3 separate regions of the Mus musculus genome follow, and all the other regions are linked to region 2. A link is a contact called in public Hi-C data. All regions are on one chromosome and are shown on one strand. The core of a region is the stretch at or near the end of the contact, and the rest is flanking DNA. Distances in the headings are between cores, read along the strand shown. Region 1 holds the start of Gt(ROSA)26Sor (gene trap ROSA 26, Philippe Soriano). Region 2 holds the start of Foxj2 (forkhead box J2). Region 3 holds the start of 1700101I11Rik (RIKEN cDNA 1700101I11 gene).

The links. A called contact is a pair of places that touch in the nucleus more often than the background predicts.
Region 1: a contact with region 2 is called in a Hi-C map of CD4 T cells, with 5 times the contacts expected there. The contact joins the promoter of Gt(ROSA)26Sor here to the promoter of Foxj2 in region 2. A contact is called at or near these places in 2 of 484 Hi-C or Micro-C datasets (CD4 T cells and muscle stem cells).
Region 3: a contact with region 2 is called in a Hi-C map of rod photoreceptor, with 4 times the contacts expected there. The contact joins the promoter of 1700101I11Rik here to the promoter of Foxj2 in region 2. A contact is called at or near these places in 2 of 39 promoter capture datasets (cranial neural crest and maxillary cranial neural crest) and 1 of 484 Hi-C or Micro-C datasets (rod photoreceptor).

Annotation. Positions count from the first base shown.
Region 1 is chr6:113,075,548-113,078,969 of GRCm38.p6, forward strand. It overlaps Gt(ROSA)26Sor (gene trap ROSA 26, Philippe Soriano), which reads right to left and starts at 1,697. Exons shown (of 3, transcript NR_027010.1): 1 at 1,627-1,697. Setd5 (SET domain containing 5) reads left to right here and starts at 2,092. Exons shown (of 22, transcript NM_028385.1): 1 at 2,092-2,165.
Region 2 is chr6:122,818,299-122,822,288 of GRCm38.p6, forward strand. It overlaps Foxj2 (forkhead box J2), which reads left to right and starts at 1,886. Exons shown (of 11, transcript NM_021899.3): 1 at 1,886-2,672.
Region 3 is chr6:129,531,250-129,534,918 of GRCm38.p6, forward strand. It overlaps 1700101I11Rik (RIKEN cDNA 1700101I11 gene), which reads right to left and starts at 2,035. Exons shown (of 2, transcript NR_045270.2): 1 at 1,989-2,035; 2 at 698-1,693. It overlaps Gabarapl1 (gamma-aminobutyric acid (GABA) A receptor-associated protein-like 1), which reads left to right and starts at 1,943. Exons shown (of 4, transcript NM_020590.4): 1 at 1,943-2,287. The coding sequence starts at 2,198.

The DNA.
Region 1 (3,422 bases), core at 447-2,946, 9.7 Mb before region 2:
GTCTAGGGGTTGGATAAGCCAGTATAATAAATGAAAATGGGGCTAAAATGAGTGTTCTAAAATACCTTTTGATAAGGCTGCAGAAGGAGCGGGAGAAATGGATATGAAGTACTGGGCTCTTTAAAAATGATTAAAATTCTGCTTACATAGTCTAACTCGCGACACTGTAATTTCATACTGTAGTAAGGATCTCAAGCAGGAGAGTATAAAACTCGGGTGAGCATGTCTTTAATCTACCTCGATGGAAAATACTCCGAGGCGGATCACAAGCAATAATAACCTGTAGTTTTGCTGCATAAAACCCCAGATGACTACCTATCCTCCCATTTTCCTTATTTGCCCCTATTAAAAAACTTCCCGACAAAACCGAAAATCTGTGGGAAGTCTTGTCCCTCCAATTTTACACCTGTTCAATTCCCCTGCAGGACAACGCCCACACACCAGGTTAGCCTTTAAGCCTGCCCAGAAGACTCCCGCCCATCTTCTAGAAAGACTGGAGTTGCAGATCACGAGGGAAGAGGGGGAAGGGATTCTCCCAGGCCCAGGGCGGTCCTCAGAAGCCAGGAGGCAGCAGAGAACTCCCAGAAAGGTATTGCAACACTCCCCTCCCCCCTCCGGAGAAGGGTGCGGCCTTCTCCCCGCCTACTCCACTGCAGCTCCCTTACTGATAACAACTCAGAGCGACTTTGGGAGAGCAAGTGCTTCCTGCCTCCAAAACAGCCCAACTGAGCCCTCGCTCCTTCCCTCCACTCCCCGGAGTGCGCGATGGAGGTCTGGCTCAGCACGCCCCTCTTGAGGCAACTCAAGTCGGAAACGTGCTTGCACCCGCCCCGCAGCCGCTCAGCCCTACTGCCCGTCCCCGCCCCCAGCGCGCGCTTCCTGCCACGTTGCGCAGGGGCGCGCGGCCAGACTCTGCGGCGCGGGGCCGAGGGGAGGGCCGGAACCTGGGAGCGCCTCCTCGCCGCCCCCGCTGGCCGGCGGATGGACTCAACTTGCACGAACACGAGCCAATGGCAAGGGCCAGTTTTCTGGGCCCCGAGAGCCAATCAGACGACGAGGCCCGGCCGGCGGCGGGTAAAACGACTCCCCCAGAGGAAGGGGAGGGTGGGCGGCCGCTCGCGCGCGAGCTACTTTCGCTGACCCTCCCTCCCCTCCCCCGCCCCGCCAGAGGCCGACCGCGCCCGCACGTCCAGCTCGCCTCACCCCACCTACCTCCCGCCCCACCCAGTGGGCAGAGCGAGGCTGCCGGCGGCTGCGCACTCCGGCTGCCGTTAACTGACAGGCGCCTTACGCCAACCAAAACACGCCATTTGTGTTTTCACACACGGCGGGAGGAAAAGAAGCCAATCAGCGACGAGACGTCGGCCGGAAGCGCTCCTCCGCTGCCCCCCCCCCCCCGAGCCATGGCCGCGTCCGGTGGAGACTTTTCCGCTCCCTTCTCCCTCCCCCTCCGGTTGCTGCAGGGCGGACCGCATTCCTGCCCACCACCCGCTTGCCCCTTCCAGCGTCACGACTCGTACCCGGCTGTCTCACAGAACGGCTCCACCACGCTCGGAGGGCCTGCCGCGGCCGCCCATCCCCGCAAACGCACCAAGCCGCCCTCCCGCCAGAGTCCCGATCCCCTACCTAGCCGAGGCTCTCTGAGGAGCCGGAGCCCCAAAGCACAGCCTCTTCTTTAGGCGGCCCCGGCAGCCTCCGCTGATTGGCGGCGCACCGGCCAATAAGTGTGGGGCGGTGGGCGGAGAGGCCAATGGCGCGGCGGGAGGGGGCGTGTCCCGCGTGCCCCTGGCGCCGGCACTGGGAATCCCCGTGCGGTCAGTGGCGTTTCCGCTCGGGCAGCGGGCTGAGTGAGCTGCCGCCGCTGCCGCCGCTGCCGCCGCCGGGGGAGGGGCGGCCGCCGCCCGCCTGCGCTCAGAGACTCACGCAGCCCTAGTCCCGCCAGTCCGCCAACACAGTAGTGCCGGCCCCCTCCGCCCCTGGCCCTCCCCCTCCCCGCCTCGGGCTCGCTCCGCCTTTTCTGCCCCCCACCCCCACCTCACGGGTACGGGCCATTCCCGGCCAGGAAACGCCGTGGCGCCGCGTTGGGCCTAACTCGAGTCTCGCTGCCTCCCGGGAGTGCCGTGCGCCGCAGCCCGGGCCCAGGCCCCGGCAGCGCCTGGGTCAAGGTAAGGGTCCAACAGAAAAGAGACACCGAACCACACGACCGGGCCCCGGGGGAAAGAAGGGTCACCTCAGTCTCCCTGCGTTCCCTCTCCTCGGGGTCGTGGGCCTGGGCCTCCCCAGCCTGGTAGCAGGAAGATGCTTGCCCTTTTCGTCTTCTCAGCTACCTTTACACACCATTGCACCGCTCTTGCCCAGAGAGAAAGGCTCTCCTTCATCTAGTCGACCCCACTACCTTTTTAATGTCTTCCCTGGGTCAGGACTCTTCCCCTCCCCCTACTCTGGTCTCCCCTTTTTGCCTGGGTATTGCCTACTCCACGTTTATACCCTTTTCAGGAGAGGCCTCCCAACCCTGCTCTCAAAATACACATACTTTTTTTTCTGTCCCTGAGCCCCCCACCTCCCCTGTTCTTGCGGCCTTGTGACAACTCTGGTCGCTCGTGGGGGCCCAGTCCTCCCCTCCATAATCTTCCTGAACGCCTCTCCTCTGGTTTTCCAGTTCCTATCTCAGATGGCTGCTGCTTTTCCCACACCAAAGACATTACCTTCGCCACCCCCACCTCACATTCTTGGACTCCCTGTGGCGTATGCCCCAGTATCCTTGCGATATCCCTGTTGAATTTGTAGGGTTCTAGCCTGGAATTGAGCCAGATTTTGTCGTTTTCCCTGCCTAGGGCGTGGAGAGCGATCTTTTAAGAACGACTCTAAAGAAGAGGGGGAGGGATATGCCCCTATGAATCCGTGCAAGCCAAGATCCTAGGTAAATGGTAGTGGGCAAAAGCCCTGGTTTTAGTAGGTAATCGCTCAGAAGGAAAGTTTTAACTCCTGGGAAAGCCCCTTCTATGCTAATTTATTCTATCGGGCGCCTTTGCCTTTCTCATTCTTAGGAATAAGGATCTTTCTCCTGTGTACTGATGCTGCAGCCCGCCCTGCTGGCCTGGGTCAGGGGTGCGTGGATGACCTGCATTTTCTGCTTTCTCATGTTACTTGTGTAACGTCTTCACCAGCAACTCATTTTTCGCCCAGAGCTCTGGGCTCTGGGTTTTGTCTATACCTGGATTCCTTTTGCCAATTGTTCCTGTGCTCAAAATACTTAAAAAGATTCAGGTTCTCGAATTTCCTCCATACCTTGACTAAATTGTTTTTAGATGACATATTTGTGACCAAGGTCATGTTTACATTACTTCCTTGCTTATATGTTAAATACCTATACTTTTGATTGGGGAGGATCCAGATGGAGGAGGTTCCAGGAGGAGGTTTGT
Region 2 (3,990 bases), core at 636-3,135:
CTTCCTGGTTTCTCCTCCCCAGTGTTGGGACCATAAATACTTGCCATTGTATAGGGTTGTGCTTTTGTGGTGCTAGGGATAGAGGCCAGGGCCTCATGCTTGCCAGGCAAGCCCTCTACCAGTTGGGCTGTAAGCCTGGCCCCATCTTATCCTTTTTACAGATAGGGTCTCATGATATAGTTTAGCTGCCCTTGAAATCAAGATCCTCCTCTAGCTGCCCTTGAACTCAAGATACTCACAAGTGGGTGCCACTAGGCTGGAGGAAATGAATCTTTTCACATGGATACTGGAAGTGTGGGGAGGGAAGAGGCTTTGTTAGGGGGCTCACTGACTGGCAATTTGAGAATGACATGTTTTCCCAGTTTAAGCCAACAATGTACTAGAGGTTTAGACCCTGGCTCTAAGGCCATTTGGGTTCAACACCTGACACAAAGTAACACTACGAATTGCATAATGGTGCGAATTACATGAACTCAGACACAAACAATATCTTCAAGCTGTAGTTACACTCTAAAGGCCTGATACTGCTGCATGGAATTGCCAGTAAGAATCAAGTGTGATAACACACGGAGAGTGTGAAGCCTTAATGCAGACGTTGTATGTGTAATGTGGTTATATGTACAAGAATGTAAGTAAATGGCAGTAGGCATATATTTAGCCAGAAGACAAATGACATCTCTTTCTACAGGGAGTCATCAAACTGTCATCTTTTTGAGCAATTCAAATATCAAGTGAACAATTTCTTTTGTCTTATCATTTTATAATAGAACACAATTGGAGAAAAGTAAGCCAGAGGGTGATATACCTAAGAGTTTGTACTGGAATAGCATGACTGGGGAGGTAAGAGATGGGCTAACCTGGTTCTATTTCCTGTCCCAGGATGGAGATTATTCTGTAAGAAGTAGAGGGATGTGCTGAGAGCCCATTCTATCTCCCTGTGGCACTCAGGATAACATAGTCTATAGAAATGTCACTTGACTTTAGCACAAAGGTAAAAAAAAATGACATTTTATAAGGGAAATGAATAATCATGCTTTGAACCCTTTGTGTACTAGACCATTTTAAAAAGCAACTCGTAAATCATTTCCTTTGGTGACTGCGACATCCATATTAGTAGGCAGGCCAGAGTATCATAGTCCCTTCTTCACAGGCTATGCTTCCAGAAACTAGGGCCTTGCACAAGTTTGCAGAGCCGAAACTAACACAAGACCCCATTTCCCGATGCTCATTTCTCTATAACAGACTCATTTATCTTTTTATACATCCTCGATCCAATCTTTCACTGACCTCCAGGATAAGAGTAAACTTTAACTTCACGCCCGGCCCTATAACCCTTTATAAGCTGTCTGGAAGAGAAAGAGAGGAGCCATCAAATGCGTTTCTGAGAAAACTGGGAATACTTGTCTTAGGCGTAGACCACAGCACAATGAGAGGTGTGTGTGGCCCTTAGCGTGGACGCTGGCATCGCCAGTGCCCGGGACGGAGGGTCGGCGACCCGTGGGCTGCGGGGCTCCGCGCTCCTCCTTAACCCGCGCCGGGAGGCGGCGGCCGCGGCGGCGGGAGGGGGAGGGGCGCGGAGCGCGGCGCCGAGGCCGGGGAGGAGCCGGGGCCTGCAGCGGAGCTGAGCCGAGCCCGAGCCGAGCCCCGACGCGCTCCGTCCGCCTGCCGGCTCCTGGCTGCCCCGACCGGTCGGAGCCTCAGAGGTGGCAGCGCGGGGAGCCCCACGCTCCGGGAAGCGCGGCGGACGGGGGACGTGACCCGGGAGGCGCTGCCGCCCGGCAGCGGGTGACGGGAGCCCGGACCGCGGCCTCCGGGACCCTGCTGTCCAGGCCGGCCGGCCAGGCGGGCGGGAGCCGGAGTGCGAGGACCCCACCCTCGGGACACCCTGTGCCGGGACCTGCTCCCTCTCCCTTGGGAGGGAGGACCCTCCCTACTCCCCGGACAGCCAGAAGAGATCGCCGCAGGGCACGCGGCTGTCCCTCCCACGGTGGCTCCAGCGGAGACCCCCAGAAGTCGGGAAGGGTAGTGAGACCTGAAGGACCCGGAGTGAGACCTCCCTCACGCCTCAGCGCACTCCAGACAGTTTGGGACTTTTGAGGCAGAGAGAAAGGGAGCCATGCCTGTGGAGTAGGCACCCCGCATCCCACCCGGGACTCACCGCGGAGAGGCGTCCTGATACGCACAAGCCAGGACCCTCCAGGGAACCGCCAGGAATTGGTTCCAGTTTGCTGGAGAGTAGAAGACCTCGCCCCTCAACTTCCGTGCACCTAGACAGTGGACCGGGGCAGAGCCCCTCCACTCAGATCTCCAACTGACAGAAAGAGCCCTCAGCCCCTGAAAGATCCAGTTTGGGGGGGGAGGGGGATTCCCCCAAAGGGGAGGAGACAACTCCTGGCTGGGAGAGGCTCCTCCCCTCCTCCCTAGGGTAGCAGGCAGGGGGTGGGGGGTGTGCCATCTTCCCCAGGTAGGTCCTCCCTCTCCCCCTCCTCCTCCTTCGACTCCTCTTCCTCAGGGGACTCAGTTCCCTGCTCCAGCCTGGGAGGCTCCGCCAGGCACTGGAAGAGTCACTGAGGATGCCACCTGTCACCTGCCTCTGAAGAGGGGAATCCCTGCAACCTCAAACTTCTGTACCAGGTGGTTTCCTCCAGCGGCGGGGGGAGCCTTGGAGACAGGTTAGTGCTTTCCGTTCTGTAGTCTTTAGACACCAGGAGGTGTGGGGAGCGGAAATGGTGGAGCTTAGGGTTCATTCGAAGGGAAGAAGAAAGACCCCTGGGAAATGTCTTCCGATGGAACTTTTGCACTGGAACCCACATGTTGCTTCAGAGACTCTGAGAAATGGCCTTTTAAGATTTTGGAGTCCAAAGGGTTGGGTCATTTGCAGCCCCTAGAGAAGTTGATGCTTTGGACTGAGAACAGACAACAGGTGCGTTTTCAGGACGCCATGGTGTTAGTAACTCAGGACACAGCACAGTCAGAATCCCACAGCACTGTCCATCTTTGGGTCTTGTCCTCTGGTGACTGGACCTGCAGTAAATGACCTGCAGTCGTGGGGGCATTTTATGGATTGTATTGTATCGTCCAGGGCATGCCTAAGTCAGTTTAATATTCAACAGACGTCTTCTTTCCAGTCTATTACAATGACTGCTTGCCTGACTGGCGACAGGTCCCCGCCCACTCTGTCTTGGATACCAGGAGGGAGGCCCCTTTTGACAACCCTACTTCAGGCTGGATATCTGCCTCTCTGTGTAAAATCCAAAGGGAAATGCGAATGCACATGTCCTGGAATGAGAAGGAACTGTCAGGGCAATGCACCTTGGTGGGCTGGAGTCTTCCTAGATACCAAATCTGCCTTAGTCCCCTCATGTGTCCTGCCATTCGCTGGAAAAATCAGCTGAATGGAGGAAGAGAAGAAGGTGCTTCCTAGCTTCCTTCCACCCGTCCCTCTATCTTCATGAGCTGTCCACCAGGGAGGTCTGACCTCTGAGGAGTTTATTTTAGAGTTTCCTCCAGGAAAACACCTACTGGTCTCATCATCTCTCTTCTTGCTTTTTCGTTTAGTTCTGGGTCCCAGGAACCTTGTGTTGAAAATTTTCTTCAAAATCAAAAATCTTTAGAAAGAGCAGGAGAAAACGTGCTAAGAAATCTTCCTGGTTGAGCCAGAGTGGCATTTGTAGCAGAGCTCTGATTTTTCACCCGAGGTCACTAGCTCGAGACCTGCACTTCCTGTCTGGTGGTTGGACCATGCCTCGTCTTCTGTGTGGAGCTTCCTCCCCTTAGGTTTTCAGTCTCTGCCTCCCTATACGGGCCATGGGTGGCTTGCCTGTGTTATCCAAGTCTTTGCCTGTCCACTAGATCCTTGGAAGATACCTGTCGTGGTGATGCGCCGAAACAGGACTGTGGTCCACAGGTTCAATGGCTGGCCTGTAGAATGATGTACATGTTCCCCAGTGGGAATGACTGTGGCTTGCTGTCTGGGTTTTGAGTATGTAC
Region 3 (3,669 bases), core at 785-3,284, 6.7 Mb after region 2:
GAAAATGTGGTCCTTTTAAAACTGCCCTTTGTATGGTTGAAGAAAGCAACTTAAAAGGTTTTTTTTTTTATCTGATTGTTAGTTTATAAATGTACCTGTGTACAACATTTTAAAGAACCTTCTGAGAATCAATAGTAAAATTGTGAAAATAGATACATTTTGTATTTTAATATGACTTATTTTTATTTTATTTGTGTGGGGGTTCTGCCTATATGTATGTATGTGCACCACGGACATGCAGTAACGTAGTAGAGGTCAGAGAGGGTATTAGGTCCCCTGAAACTGGAGTTACAGATACTCCTGAGCTGTCATGTGGGAGTTGGAAATCAAACCCTGGTCCTCTAGTAGAGCAGTCAGTGTTCTTAACCACTGAACCATTCTCCAGCTCCCAATACATTTTGCATTCTAATGTAAACGACTAGCATTTTAAAAATCCTAAGAGCTGATTAACCAACATTTCATCTTTAAATTTTCATGTACTGCATACATTTTCAGTGGACTGAAGAACTGCCCTTCAACTAGCTGAGACTGTACATCTATAAAAAAAAAAAACAAAACAACAACAACAAAAAAACAAACCTGAAGGTTACTCAGAAAACAACACTATTACCATTTTCATCCCAGATCTGTCTCAACTGGTTGTAAAATTTCTTCTGAAAGACTTAATTGTATTTGGGTCAAGGGTAAAATGAGTAGCTGGGTATTAAACTATTTTTAATTTGAAAATAAAAACAACAATAAATAAATACAACAATATTATATACCAATTCATTTGTCTTCATATGTAAGAAAGATTACCAGGAGAAAACCAAGAAGTGGGCTATGTATTTCATGTTCTTGTTTTGCCAGTTAAATTCAGTTCACTTTATTTTGCCCATATTTTATAACCATATCACTAAGTCATGTACATAAAATCAGGCAACAGGGCTGCTTGCCTGGTACCACTTAGTAGTCATTTTATTTTCACAGCACAAAGCATCCTTGAACTTTATCTCCGATGTTCCCAAGATATAGGTCTGGAGTTACTGCCAGTAGAATCAGAAGGGTGACCCCGCATCCAAAGAGTCTTAAGATGGAAACCCGGTATGTCAGAGGGGCCTGGGCTGACTCTCTCTATACTATTGAGGGTCTTCCACCAGCATGCCAGTCAGAGCTTTTGGTGCCCAATAAGGCCTTTTCATCAGGACAACTACCCTACAGGTGATACCCACCCCAGAGCAAAGTATTGTTGGGGAAACATAGACACCTAAATGATTTGACCTCTGTATTTTCAAGAACTCAACAACCATGCTTCTGGGTGAACCTTATAAAATGAATGGATTCATCTCTCCTTGAACGTGAGTGAAGCCTGGTGTTCATCGCTGGCATCGCTTCTTCTAACCTTGATGACTTCATGTTCTTCACCCTTACACTTCTTCAAATCCATGAGTCATGCTCTGTTTATGTTGTCTCAGAACCAATTCTAGCACAGATCCAAACATAAGGACACCAGTCAGAAGGAGGAGTTGGGGCAGAGAAGGCAGGCCAGTCGTGGGTGCCAGGCAAAGGTCAAAATGCAAGCACAGGACATTTCAGCCCGGGCTACAAATCTCGTGACGCCTGGCACTTTTCCAACTCCAGACTCCTGATTCCATTGCTCTGGAAACAGCTGGATTTTCTTCCTCTGTGTTTGTTTTGGGCATCAAACAAGAAACTTGAAGGGGAGGGAAGACGACATTTGTTAGAGCATTCTTTGAATTAACAAATTACCTTTAATATCAATCCTCAAAAATAAAAACCCGACTACATGATTTTTGCGTTTCGATGGAGTGGTTTAGGAAAAGCTTGGGTGAAAAGAAGATACACAAATAAACAAAGCTTCTGTCCACCCGGATCCAGCAGGTCCTTAGCGCCGGGGGCGGAGCGGGGGTGGGGCGTCGTGATGTCACAGCACCGCCCTGGTGTTTTTGTGTTTCCAGCTCTTGGGAAAAGCCACCCTATTTCTTTACCTGGTGGTCCTTTACCTTCAGGCCGCGAGATCTCCAGGTCCTTCTCTGGACGTTTAGCCACGTAGTGCGGCGACTGGCGCGTGGGAGCTGACGCGGGTGGAGCGATTGTGATAAGGCTGACATTGACTGGGGGTGGCCAGACGCGAGACGCAGTCATCAGCGCGCGCAGCAGGCCCCGTCCGGGGAGCCCCTACATCCTGAGGTCCATCATGAAGTTCCAGTATAAGGAGGACCACCCCTTCGAGTATCGGAAAAAGGAAGGTGAAAAGATTAGGAAGAAATACCCGGACCGGGTGCCGGTGAGTGGGGGCGGGGAGGGAGAAGGCAAGCTTGAGGAGTTTGGGAGCTGGTTGCCCTGGAGCTACCGAGGTAGCCTGGCGATGGCGGGTGGCCCTGGCACAGGAGGGTCATCGGAATCAAGTATTCTTGACCGGCTTTGACAAGCTTGTATCCCCAGGGCCTGTAGCCACTTTTGGCATCTCGAAAGCGCAGCGTGCGCGTGGTGGGTGAGTCAGCAGGATTCAGCACCCATGGAGGTTGGGATGTGCGCGTGGCGAGGCCTGTGTGTGCGGGGGCGACTGGTTGGGGGCCGCAGATAGGATATGCTATAGAAAAACGCGTCCCAACCCTGTAGCAGCAGGTGAGATGAGCCTTGTGCCCATCCATGTCTGCTCAATTGGTTCTCCATGAAAACGAGTCTCCTTCCCATTTCCTTGAGCGTAGGAGGAAAAACTCGAGAAGCCCCTAGATTCTGACCTGCGTTTTTTTTTTTTTTTTTTTTTTAGAATTGGGGGTGGGGTGGGGTGAGGGGCTTCACCAGGCGGGCCCTCAAACAAGGTCATGCCTGCCTCCACCTCATTATTGTCTCCTGGGCCATGTGTGGAAAAAGAAGGTCCGTGCTCTGCACTGTGATAGGTGGGTGGGCTCTTGGATCTCAAGAACCAGTACTGAGAACCGTTTCCTCCATTAATTATACCCCGATTTAAGCAGCTAATACCTAGTTCATGCAGTGGGGAGAAAAATACTAAGGGAGTCTTCAGCATCCGGGTGTTTTCCACTTTACCCCCTCCCCCGCCCACTTGCCTTTTTTTTTTTCCTCCTCTTTTGAAGGCTGCGCAGCAGAATTGGAAGCAAAGGATGACATCGCTTTTAAATATGGTGGATAGAGGACCAGGGACTTTAAAAAATCGTTCTCTTTATTTGTACAGGCAATGATGTTATATTAGGTTGGCGTTCCTCTAACTTTGAAGGGTAAAAGAGCTGTGCTAACCTGATAATTTTTTTTTTTGATGCATAAGTAATAGGGGGGAGGGACTTCTTCCTTATTCTTTATCTCAGCCAGGGCTACCAGAAGAAACGGAGGTCCAGCAAGAGAAAGCCCTCAGCCCCATTTTCTACCCTCAGCCCCATTTTCTACCCTCAGCCCCATTTTCTATGAGGAAGAAGAGAGCTAACTATTCCACCATTCTCCAGAAATTACATATACATGGCTCTTCCAGAACGGCTGGGCACACTCCAGTCATGCCTTCCTACTACACAGTCCTTCACATGTTATTTCCTTGAGCTCAGGACTGTGGAGGATTGCTTTCAAAATTTCTCTCAGTTTGTCAGCCCCACTTAATATTTTAAAATTACACATGGACCACACAGCTGGCAGCACTCTGAATGCCTTGTCTGTGTA